Regions from separate parts of the Mus musculus genome. Here all the other regions are linked to region 1. Evidence: chromatin contacts called from public Micro-C data. All regions are on one chromosome and are shown on one strand. Each heading gives the region's core, a stretch centred on a gene start, on an enhancer-like site or on the middle of the called end of the contact. The rest is flanking DNA. Distances are from core to core; before and after follow the strand shown.

Region 1 (4,269 bases), core at 1,691-4,190:
CCTGGAGGTTTACACAGCAGAAAATGTGCAGGAAAGAAAGCAGAAGTAAGAAAGGTGGAACAGAAAGAAAGGGAATAGAAGAAAAGGGGGGTAGGTGTAGAAAAGTACTATCTATGACTCAGCCAAACAGAGCATTTCACCCTCCCCAGGGCAGTCAAAATACCTCCTTATAGCAGCAGTAGCAGCCATAGCAGATCAAAAGAGCAAGTAGATAGACCCCTCTTTATTGGTACCCAACAAAGTAGACCAATCCCTCCCCATCTGGACTGCTGTTGATAGGTCTGTCCTCTGATTCAGTGACCAGCCCCATTACACTGGAGACAAGGACAGATATGGAAGATGCCTGGCTCTTCACAACAGCTCTGCAGTGGACAAGTGCCCTTGGTTTGTCAAAGCCCCGGGGCTCTGTTCAACTTTCTCTAAGCATCTTAGAAACCAGAAATAGTCCTGCATCAGACATAAAGGTCTGTTTCACCTGAGGCTGGTGGGAAGTCTGTGGTGGCCCCCACACACCTTCCACTCACCTGAAAGTCCTTGTCTGAGCCTCCCTGCTCCCATCATGAGCTCTGGCTGAGTAGACCTTTCCAAGTCCTTAGCAGTTTTGTAAGACTTGACTTCAAAGTCTTGTCAGTCAGATCTTCCAAAAAAGCAGGAACAGGATGGAATTAAATCCACATGAATTTTTCTTTTAATTCATGAATAAAGGAAAAAAGAGGGAAATAGTGAAGGTCATGGACCACTAACACAAGTTTAACTGTAAGGGAAGGACAGAAGGAAAGAAGGTGTAGGTGCCTCCAAGTGCACCATACAGTCTAGGGAAGTATCTGAAAGCCCATTGGACAGTTCCTGAATGCAGACCACTTGATATGGTCATTGACAGTGAGCTGTTTTAGGAGACTCAGTGTTGGCACTAACTCAGCAAAGGACTGAGTGCCACAACTGGGAGCCTGATCAATTACATTCTCACAGCACAAGGCCTGAGAGGCTCACACAAACAACTACCACCATGAACGGAGATGTTTCTGGTATAGTTGTTTTCTTAGCATTTTCCCATGTGCTCTAAAGGGCAGCTGATAGGTGGGCTTCTGTGAAGGGTAGTGGGAGGCTCCACCACAGGATGCAGGGAAGATGCCAAGATAGGATTAAGTTTGTGTGGAGCTAAATAAATATTCACTGGATTTCTGAAGCCAGGGATCCAGCTCCACAAAATATACCTTGGTTGCAGGAAGATGCATGCTATATTTACCTATGGATTCTAGGCAAGTAGCAATGGCAGCGCGCATAAATTCCCCCAAGAGACATCCAGCAAGGTTTCCCATACTCAAAGGGCAAAATTTTAAACTCAGCTAATTTTGTCTTCTGTGTTAGTTTGAATGGGAATGGTCCTGATAAGTTTGTACATTTGCATACCTGGTCCCTAGTTGGTGGAACTGTTTGAGAAGGAGTTGGAGGTGTTGAAGGAGGTATGTCACTGGGAATGAGTCTTAAGGTTTCAAAAGCCCATGTGATTCCCAGTTAGTTCTCTCTCTCTCTCTCTCTCTCTCTCTCTCTCTGTGTGTGTGTGTGTGTGTGTGTGTGTGTGTCTCTTTCTCTCTCTGTCTCTCTCTCTCTGTCTCTCTCTCTCTCTCTGTCTCTCTCTCTCTCTGCCTTGGGCTGTGGATCTCATGCAAGCTTTCAGTTACTGCTCCAGCACCATGCCTGCCTGTCTGCTGCCATGCTCCATACCACGATGGTCATGATCATAGACTCTACCCTCTGGAACCATGAGCCCCTAAACTAAATGTTTTCTTTTATAAGTTGTCTTAGTCATGGTGTCTCTTCATAGCAACTTAAAAGTAACCAAGTTAGTCACCAACTGTGGAATTTGATGAACCCTGATAGAAAATAATCTGAGATGTAGCCTTTAACCTATGCAACAATTGTGAAGATCCCATGGAAAGATCTGAATCCAGTCTTTTCCAATGGGGTATGTAAAAAAAAAAAAAAACTTTAGCCTTCATTACCCACAACCATATGCATTCTCTACTTTCCAGAGAAGGAATATGCAAAATAGCTGTCTACCTTATCCTTTATCCAAGGTTTTGATTTCTACAGTCTTTTACGTGAAGTCATCTAAAAATAATAATGGGAAGTTCCATAAATAATCAATTCAGAAGTTTTAAATTATGAACCATACTGAGTAGTACGATAAAAACCCATGCTGTCCCACTCTGTCCACATGAAATGTAAATCACCTCTCTGCCTAGTGTATCCACTATGTATATGCTACCCTCGTGGTCTTCATGTAGCTGCCATCTTGGTTATCAGGGTGATCTCTAGTATCATGATGCTTTGAATTCACTTAACCATTATTTTACTTACTAATTACCCCAAAGTTCAAGAATAATGATGCTGTTGACTTTATTGTAGAATATGACTATAATTGCTCTGCTGTATTATTGTCATTGTTAATCTCTTACTTACCTAATATATAAATTAGACAGTATCCCAGGTATGAATATAGCATATCCACAGTTGAATATGGTTTCCAGCATTCAGTGAGCATCTTGGAATGTCTCCTCCACCAATAAACGGGGGCTGCTCTCATACCAGTGTTTGTCCAGTTCTCCACGTGAACCTGTGGCATCAGCAGGGATTGAGATAGAGTGAAGCAAGAGAGATCCTGAATGCAAAGAACAAGAAAGCATTGCTCAGAGTGTGGTGTGAGTTTAGGTCAGTATCTGAACACAGAGGCTTCCTTTTGTAGGCACAGAATTCCCCATAGCCTTCGCATAGGACAAATATCCACCTGCCCTTCAAAACCTACACCAGCCTCATGTCCTGCATGGGTCCTTTGCTGAGTACCCAGTAGCTCCACACCAACTCCTTCAGGACCTATGGGCTTGTGCTTACATCAGCTACATGACTTGCTCCAGTACTTCCCTTTCTCTGTCCGTTTAAGAAGGCCTTATCTCTCCCAGCAGGCTGCCAACACTGCACAGAGGAACCCTCCCCTGATCTTGCAGCCCTTCTGCATCTGCTGCATTAGCTGTGGACTGATGGAGGGGGGTTGGTATGCTGCTTCTTTATTTGCATCTCTGGCAAGTCACTACCACGGTCCCCATGGGTGCAGATAGTGAATCCCCACTGGACTAATGTTTTGAATTACTGAGGGTTATACTTCTGACATATCCTTATTAAATAAGGCTGCAGAGGCATACAGTGTCCTCTATGCTATCTGGACCAAAGGATTCACAGCTGGCACTATTCTCTGTGTGTGTGCCCCTCGGGGATCAAAACAATAGTCTGTGACCATCAGAGGCCTTTCAATTATTTGTCATCTGGATTCACAGCTGTAGCAACTGATCTGCCTAAATTCCCAAGGATAAAGTAGTGTTAAGGTTCATTTTCCTGTGTCTTCAAGTCAGGAATGTGGTGCCAATGGTGTTGGCACCAAGAAAACAAATTTCCTTGCTCTGAAATCCATGAGGGTGACTTCACATAAGAAACCAACGTTCCAGCAGATTTTAGTGTTTCTGTTCCAAGAACAGGACCTGAATTGGCCCCTGCATTGACATGTAAGGAGCTAACCACAGCCTTGGGCTTCTGTAGTTACCTCTCTGCACCCCACAGGGGAATGGAGAAGGATCCTCAGGAGGACCCATCCCCTCTGGATTCCCTAGGGATTTGCATTTGTACATAAATACTTTTGTCTCAAGACCTCTACAGGAAGAGAGAGCCAGTGACAGAAGGGAAAGACAGACAGACAGACAGACAGACTGACTGACTGACTGACTGACTGACTGACAAAAGGGTCAAGAAGAGAGAAAGCCAGGCAGAAGCTATGCTACTCTGGAAAGCCTCCCTTTCTTTCAAGGTTATACAATGTTTCCTGTGCCACATCTTGTTCAAAATGGGTGTCACTAGAGTTGGCCCGCATGCAAGGGGTGAAAATAAAGTCCACCTTTTGATAAAGACATGGCTAGGAACTTGGGGAGATACTTTCAAGCAACTGCCTCCCAATACCCCCACTGTGGTTAGTTCCTCTGACTTTGTATCCTGGCCTTACACAGTAATGGCAATCCAAATTTCTAACACCACTCTACCTTGTCAGCAATACTTAATTAAGCTTTCACAGCCTGGTCCTGCAACCTAGAGGCCAGGGAACCCTTGGGTAATCATGGGCCCCATCATGAAAAAAATGCCCACAGGGACTCTATTTACCTGTGGAATTACATCAACCAAACAAGCAGGGAGAATGACCCAAGTGACCTGCATACGGTCGTCCAT
Region 2 (3,787 bases), core at 1,171-3,670, 130 kb after region 1:
AAATCATTTGTCTATAAATGCTTGGGGTTTGTTCCTGGGCTTTCCGTCGTGTTTGGTTGGTCCGTGAGTCTGTATTAAGCCACACTATGCACTTCTATTTATGATAACATTGTAGTGTATTTTGGTCTGTGTGAAGCCGCTAGGTTTGTTGTTCTAACTCAAATTACTTTGGCTGTTTGAGAACCTTTTTTTATATATGAGTTTAAGAATGTATCCTGATTTTGTAAGGAAGAATGACCTTGGTATTTTGATGGGAATCCCATTTATTTTCAGATCACTGTGTTGTGCACATTTTTACCATATTATTGATCCTAATCCATGAACATGGTATATCTTTACATTTATTTGTGTATTTCATCGATGTTTTCCAGTCTTGTTCTTGTGTGTGTGTGCGTGTGCGTGTGCGTGTGCGTGTGCGTGTGTGTGTGTGTGTATCTGGTGCTAGGATCCATGATAGACAGTCTTGTGCACAACAGGCAGGTGCCCAACGGTGAAGTACAACCCCTGCCCTGATAGAGTTCATTCCTAAGCCTTTCACGTTATTTTACTACAGCTGTTGCAAGCATGATGACATATTTCATTTTTCAGATACTTAAGTGTATAGAAACACTGCTGGTTTTTATATGTTGGTTTTGTATGCAAAAGGGTTTTTTGGTGTTATCTTTGGGGTTTTCTGTATGAAATGGTATTGTATACAAACACAGCTGAATTTCTTTTTAATCTGGATGACTGTTTTTCTTCTGCTCTGTCTAGGACATTCAGTATGCTTTGAGAGTGAATATCTGTCTTGCTCCAGGTTTTAGAGAAAGAGTGTGTGACTTTTACCTGTTGAATATGATGCTGTCCGTGTTCTTGTCATAGAGACCCTTTATTGGGTCGCTACTCCCTGAGGGCCTTTCTCCCGAAGGAAGGGATGGTGCTTTACCAAATGCTTTTCAGCGTCTATTGAAATGATCACATAGCTTCCATTCTCTGTTCTGTCTATGTGATGTATTTGTTTGTGGTTCAGCCAACCTTGCATCCCAGTATGAATCACTCTGCATGCTGGTGGATTAGTTTTCTTTTTTTAAATATTCCATTGAATTGGGTGTGCTAATATTTTATGGAGGATTGTTGCACCTATATTTATTCGGGGTATGAGTTGTAGTGTGCTTTTGTTGTGTTTAGGAGAGCTAAGTTGTGAAGCTGGCAGTCTTTGCATTCACAGGAGACATTTCCTTGCTTCATCTCCTTACTCAGGACTGACTTGTTTAGATTTTCTATTTCTTTATATCATTCCGTCTTAAATGTGTATGAATCTTCAAGTTTGTTTTCTTTTAGGTTATCCACTTGATTAGTGTATTGTTGTTCTAAGTCTTAACGAGTTTTGTATTTCTGTTTTGTTTTGCTTTTTACTTTGTTTGCTTGTTTGTTCAACTAAGGGTTTGTTGATAGGGATTTTAAAAATCTCCTTATCTTTTCACCTCCAGTTTCTATTTTAGTTTCTGCTCATTGTGGGTGATGCCATCCCTAGACTGGTATCCTGAATTCTGTAAGGAATCAGGTAGAGCAAGCCATGGGAAGGGAGCCAGTAAGCAGCATCCCTCCATGACCTTTGCATCAGCTCTTGTATCTAGGTTCCATCCCTGCTTTAGTTCCTGTCCTGACTTCCTCCGATGATGGATTATGATCTAGAAGTGTCAGCTAAATGAACCCTTTCCTCCCCAGCTTGCATTTTGGTCATGGTGTTTTCCTTGCAGCGGTAGAAACACTTAAGACACCCAGGGAAGGCTTTTTTTCTCAGCTTTCTTCAGTTGCTTAGTTTTCTGTATAAGGTTGGTGCCTGGTGAGCTTTCCCTGTGTACTGAGCATGTCCGGTGTTGTCCTTGCTCAGTTCATGTTTAGACAGTCATGTTGATGGACTTTATGGGTGTAGCTTCTGACATTTCTAGAAGACACAGTCTCTGGCTCTCACAACTCCCCCCCCCCCCCACGCCCACCCGATGACCAGGCCTTAGGTTTGAGATTTTATAGGTGTATAAGTTGGGACTGGGGTCCACTACTCTGCGTTTTGATAGGTTATTCTCTGTACTGTATCTGGCTGTTGCAAAGAGAAGTTTCTTTGATGAAGGGTGAGCACTTCACTTATTTTTGTGTATGAGGTCAAATGTGTAGAATGTAGTTAGGGATCATGCTGGTTTAGTAAAGTGGTGGTTGTAGGTTCTTCTCCAAGCTTCTGGCTTCATGAGCCCAAGGTAGTTGGCATGAGTTTCCTTTTGTTGAGCGGGCTTTAAGACCAATTAAGAGACCTGTTGGCTATTACCAAGGAAAGCCTGCCACTGCTACCCAGATAGTCTTTCTTGTACTGCCATGCTGGTCGTTGTGGCTCGTAGGTGTCATAGCTGGGTGGGACTGTTTGTCAGCTGCTTCCCTCCTGTGGAAGCTTATGTTGGTTCTTCTTTTATTATGAAGGCTAGTCCTCAAGGAGGAAGCTGTCAGGTCACTTCCTGCCCAAGGTCCTCCGGGCCCTCCAAGTTGCTTTTGGTATTGGTGTTTATCAGAGCAATAGAAAGCAAACTAGACATGTTATCTTTTTCCTAATACTAATTTTGTATGGTTTGCTTTGTGGTTACCATTGGGTTTACAAGATGCATGCCATAGGTATAGGAGATTATTCTTAGCTATTAACAACATAGATTTTAGTATAGTAATTATTAAATCTTTATGAATCTCATATAGATGTCTTTTGAACACATTCACACACACCACCATCGCTCCCCCTGACTCCCAACTTTCTTACCCGTTCCTCTGTTGTCTTAAATAACCCACTGAGTCTGTACACACACACACACACACACACACACACACACACACGACTACATATACACACTCAATGGGTTAGGGCCACCCACCAGGGCATACATAGTTGACTTATCAGGAGCCACACCCTTAAAACCTGACTGTCCCACGTGCTGAAATCGTCAGCTGTCTGTAACTTCAACTGTGCCTGGGACCTGGTGGACCTCTGGGTGCTCTGAAGCCAGAAGGTTGATTGGCATGTTCTTGTGGAGGTCTTGAGTTGAGTGCATCTGTCCTGTTAGGACCAGAGGACACAGGTTCACTCTGGTCCTCCTAAATGTCTTAAACATTTTTTTTCACCCTGTCTTTGGCCTTGTTATGTATGGCCCCTGAGCCCTGGGGTTTGGGGGGTGGGATGGTAGTGATGACTTAAGAAAAAAAAAAAACAGTTCATTGTTTTTGTTGTTGTTTTGTTTTGTTTTTCTCTTTATTTTTATTTTAATTTAATTTAATTTTATTTTCAAGACAGGGTTTCTCTATATAGCCCTGGCTGTCCTGGAACTCACTTTGTAGACCAGGCTGGCCTCGAACTCAGAAATCTGCCTGCCTCTGCCTCTCAAGAGGGGGTTAAAGGTGTGTGCCACCACTGCTCGGCTCTCTTATTTTTAAATGGGTTATTTTCTTGCAGCATTTCCAGGATAGGACTCCATCATCTGCTTTCTCATCACTCTTGAGGAGTTCATTTGTGTCTTTTCGGACCGAGTTTCATCATAGGAAACCAATCTCCTGACGGCCTTGGAGATCGTTTTTTACTTTGGCATTCTGTAGTTTTACTACATTGTACGCTGTATGACACTTGTATTGCAGACATGCTTGGTATATGTTACACTGCTTTTTGTGAATTTGTGTCCTATCTGTTATTGACTTATCTTATTCTTGTGTCTTATCTTACTCTGTCTTCAAATGTTGTTTCTTCTTTATACCCATACCTATTCTTCTGCTTCCTTTG
Region 3 (3,906 bases), core at 1,018-3,517, 160 kb after region 1:
AATGGGGGAGGCAAGGTGAATGTGAGTACAAGTACCAGATGCCCTTGGAGCTAGAATTCAACAGGGAGTTGTGAGCTGCCTGATGTGGGCACTGGGGATCGCAACGCTTGCTCTTAATGACTGAGCCATCTCTCCAGCGTCTCCTTTACATTTAAAACTGTTTTACTCTTTGTCCACCCCACCCCCTTTCTCCTTCTTGCATGCTTGGCCAATTTTCTGTTCACCTAGCCACATTTCCCAGCCTACCACTTATGCATAAGATCATTATTAATGTGATTATATTTAGATCTTTCATATTTTGCTTTATTAAGGAAAGGATTTTCTTTGCTTTTCTATATTAATTTTTAATTATCCCATCAGTTCTTTTGTTTTCTAGCTATATTTCTTTGCTTTTCTGGGGAAAATAGAATCATTGATTCAAGGATTACAGTATTAGCTTTATCATAATCTACTTAGCATGGGTGTCAAACCCAGAGGAAACAGTTTCTACTGTGGTGTATTTTCATTTTCTTCTAACCTCCTGTGGTCATGTGCTAGAACCTTCATGTGTTCTGTACCTCCCTTGGTATAATTATAGATTTTGCTTTTAACTACTCTTTTACAGAAACGAAGATTAGAAATTGCTTATTAGCAAACATATCCCCACAAATCCTGTTCCTGGCTCTGTTTCTTCTCGCACATCCAGGATGCCATCCTGTGTGATTTCTGTTAGACTGTGAGACCTGGCCCTTCCTATAGCTGGGGTCTTCCATTGGATGAAGGGATGGTTTTACTGGAATTGTTAGAGTGCTTTGCTGGGAGGCTGGCTGTTTATCTTCCTCTTTAATCCCTTGACTGTGGCACTTGTGTCTTAATAAGCCAGTAGTTTCTAGGGAGGGGCTGTCCTTTGTTCTTGCTGCCTTTCTTTTCCTGCTCACAGCGTGAATTTCTACCTTCAAGGTGTTCTTTACCTGACTCTGTTTCTGTTAAGCTTCCTTTGGGGACATTGCTTGGGGTTCCCTGAGCTGTTGTGAATGTTACATCTCCAAGCCTTTCTTCCTTCCTTGTGCACTCCTGAGTTTTCCCTGTTTTCCCCGATTCCCCACAGGCATTCCGTTTCCTGTGGTCATGCAAGTCTGAATTCTCATGTCTCAATTCATTTCTTTCTGGTTTTGTTTGTTTTGTTATTTTATGCTTTTTATTTGGGTCAGTTTACTTGCTTGTTGGTTTGTTTTACTTTTCTTTCCGATGATGGAAGAAAGAAAGCATACTTGCTAAACAGGTGTCGTTTTAGTAAATGTGTTGTTCCTGGCTGTGGAGATGGCTCAGTCAGTAAACCATTTGCTTTACAAGTGTGAGGACCCTTGTTTGTATGTGTTCCACATAAAAGCCTGGTGGTCAACTGGGTGTGGGGGGGCATATGCCTTTTTACAGCAGCACTTGCTAGGTAGACACAGGCGTCTGCTGAGCTCAGGCTGGCCACATAGAGACACACACACAGAGAGAGGGACCCTGTTTCAGAAACAAGCTGGTGGTGCCTGACTGCGCTCCAGTGTTGATGGAACAGGAAGAATAGGCAGGTAGATTGCTTAGAAGCTCCCAGGCTGGCCAGCTCGGCATACTTGGAGAAATTCCAGGCCAACGGAGAAACCCTCCAACAAGGCATCGAGGTACCTGATGGCGCGCCTGAAGTTCTCTGATCACCCTGAGGTTTAATTACTTAAACTACTTTGTTTAGCTCTAGAATTTCGACTTTCCTAGTCTCGGTTTTGAGATTGCTTTCTGCTCACTCATTGGCAACATGGTTTTTCATAAGTTTTTTGAACCTATTTCTTACTTAGGAATCACTTGGCATCAGATTTTACAGTTTTTGCTTATGTATTGGGTTTACCTTGCTGTTTTTCTTTTTTTGAAATTTGTGCATGTGCCAGAGACTCAGCCCTTTCAAGTTCTTAGGAGGGTTGCTGGGTTTTTATCGTAGCAGACGGTGGCGTTACACGGAGGCCAAGGACTGCGCCCCTATACTTACAAGCTGGTCAGTCCCTGCTGTGGTGGTCTTGCGCTTAGCCAGTCCACTCCCCTGGGCTTCATGTCCCTGAAGGCTGGACTGGGGCTGAGGATCTGACATAGACTTCCGCTTTGCCTGCTGTGAGTTCTACACACAACACACTGGAAGCTCTGCTGCCCTAGCCATGCTTGCTTGGGAAAGCAGATTTGTGGATTTGGCTCCGTGTTGGGCTTACATTTCCTGGGCCCAGCTTCCTTCTCGCCATGCTGCCTGTGGTCTACCTGGTGCACATGAAGCTGAGCTGCAGCAGTTTGTGCTTGTTCCTTATTACGCCTGTGTCCTGCACACAGTACCCTGCTTTTCTAGTTCACCTCCAACTCTTGAGTTCTGGTATGTGAGACCAGTTACCCCAGTGGTTCTCAGCCTGTGTGTCACAACCCCCTAGGGTTGTCACATGACCCTTTCACAGAGTCGCCAAAGACCATCAGAAAGCACAGATATTTACATTATGATTCACAACAGTAGCAAAATTATAGTTATGAAGTAGCAACAAAAATAATTTTATGGTTTGAGGTCACTGCAACATGGGCAACAACGGTTACGGTTGAGAAGCACCAACAGCAAAGACCAGCTCTTAACTGCCTGCCACAGGTTCACAGCCACGACTGTGGGGATAGGGTAGAACCTTAACCAGAAAATACAGACTCACCATTCTTACCTATTACCTATTACCTATTACCTGTGTAGTCTTTAGATTTTTCTTTTTAGTTCAGTTTTCACACAAGATATCTGCGGTGTCAGAGTAGCCTCTTCAGTACTCTGCTGTGAGAAAAAGTGTATTGTTCAGTTTCCCTGTAAATAGCAGGCTAGTTTGTTTCATGAACATGGCTTCCTGCTGAGCTGCCATTGCCTTTGTGGTCATTATTCTGTTCACATCTGAATCGAGATGATTTTGTATTAAACCCAACTGTTGGTCCCTTTCTTCTCAAACACATTTGAAGTTGTCTTGCGTTTCTCCAGTGGAGGGGCGGTCATCGAGGGTTTCTGGAACCGCAGCTCTAGAGCGCCCTCTCCTGTCCTCAGCAGCCACTTGAAAAGGTGCCCTGGTGTTGTGGAGCCCAGGGTCTGTCTGTCATTCTCCCCCTCCCCTTTGTTTAGAAGGGTCCTTCCATTTCCCTGCACCTGTTCTTTCTGCCCTGGTGGTTTGCTGTCCGCAGCAGTGTTTCAGTAGTGGTGAATTCTCCAGGGGCCCATAAGCCTTAGGCCACCGCAGCCAGTCTGCCTGCAAGAGTCCCTTGTACAGTCCCTTTTACAGTCTCACCTACAGGTGGGTGTCAGTACGCAGACAGCCCTAGAGGTGCTGTGCTGATGCTGGCTCCGTCCACTGTGCTGATGCTGGGGTACTTTGTCCCCTCTTCAGCCTGCACGGGTCCAATGCAGTGTGCCTTAGCTTTTGCTAGACTTTCCCTGCCCCTGGAGCACTCGGTAGCTTGTAGCTGTGGGTTACTACGTTGGGCCTGCATCTGAGGAGTACTTCTGTTAGGGAAAGCAGGGAGATAAAAGTTGCCTTCGCGCTCACCCATCCTCTGCCTCCTGGAGGTGGACAGGCTGGATCCTGCTTTGAAGGTTGGAATGATCTGCCATATAACGAAGACTGAGAAGTAGGTCTGTTTCATGTCCATTCCCTATTTGCCCTTTGACCTGGGGCCTTTCCTACCTGAAGGGACTTTGATCTGACCTCCCATCTCAACACCCAGTCCTGTGTCCCAGCTCTACATCACAGGCACTAGTGGCTTTTGGGGGGAATGCTTCCTTGATTTTTCAAAACCTTTCCATAAGTATTCCTGAAAATACCCCTCCTTGCCAGCTGAGAATGATGGCTTGTTTTGCAGTATTTGAAAAGCTTGCTTGCTTGCTTG

Evidence for each region. Hi-C and Micro-C count contacts between places; a contact is called where the count stands out from the background.
Region 2: a contact with region 1 is called in a Micro-C map of the G1E-ER4 cell line. The contact joins two enhancer-like sites. A contact is called at or near these places in 1 of 15 datasets of contacts at CTCF or cohesin (the G1E-ER4 cell line), 11 of 484 Hi-C or Micro-C datasets (the G1E-ER4 cell line, the HL-1 cell line, the HPC-5 cell line and 4 more), 5 of 115 datasets of contacts at active chromatin or transcription factors (bone marrow-derived macrophages, embryonic stem cells, fetal liver and 1 more) and 1 of 9 other capture datasets (adipose tissue).
Region 3: a Micro-C map of the G1E-ER4 cell line shows a contact between it and region 1, with 3 times the contacts expected there. The contact joins two enhancer-like sites. A contact is called at or near these places in 5 of 484 Hi-C or Micro-C datasets (the G1E-ER4 cell line, the HL-1 cell line, embryonic stem cells and 1 more), 1 of 115 datasets of contacts at active chromatin or transcription factors (large pre-B cells) and 2 of 9 other capture datasets (adipose tissue and liver).

The regions. Positions count from the first base shown.
Region 1 is chr13:35,612,386-35,616,654 of GRCm38.p6, forward strand. No RefSeq gene overlaps it. Among named protein-coding and RNA genes, the nearest start is that of Cdyl, 45 kb to the right of the region's middle. Within about 2 kb of position 2,941, at least 33 of the 459 cell types and tissues checked have an H3K27ac peak or open chromatin away from gene starts, as enhancers often do. A contact at or near this core is called in the G1E-ER4 cell line and erythroblasts, where this site is marked.
Region 2 is chr13:35,746,946-35,750,732 of GRCm38.p6, forward strand. All of the region lies in intron 3 of Cdyl (chromodomain protein, Y chromosome-like), which reads left to right. Among named protein-coding and RNA genes, the nearest start is that of Cdyl, 89 kb to the left of the region's middle. Within about 2 kb of position 2,421, at least 14 of the 459 cell types and tissues checked have an H3K27ac peak or open chromatin away from gene starts, as enhancers often do. A contact at or near this core is called in the G1E-ER4 cell line and erythroblasts, where this site is marked.
Region 3 is chr13:35,769,009-35,772,914 of GRCm38.p6, forward strand. All of the region lies in intron 3 of Cdyl (chromodomain protein, Y chromosome-like), which reads left to right. Among named protein-coding and RNA genes, the nearest start is that of Cdyl, 110 kb to the left of the region's middle. Within about 2 kb of position 2,268, at least 19 of the 459 cell types and tissues checked have an H3K27ac peak or open chromatin away from gene starts, as enhancers often do. A contact at or near this core is called in the G1E-ER4 cell line, where this site is marked.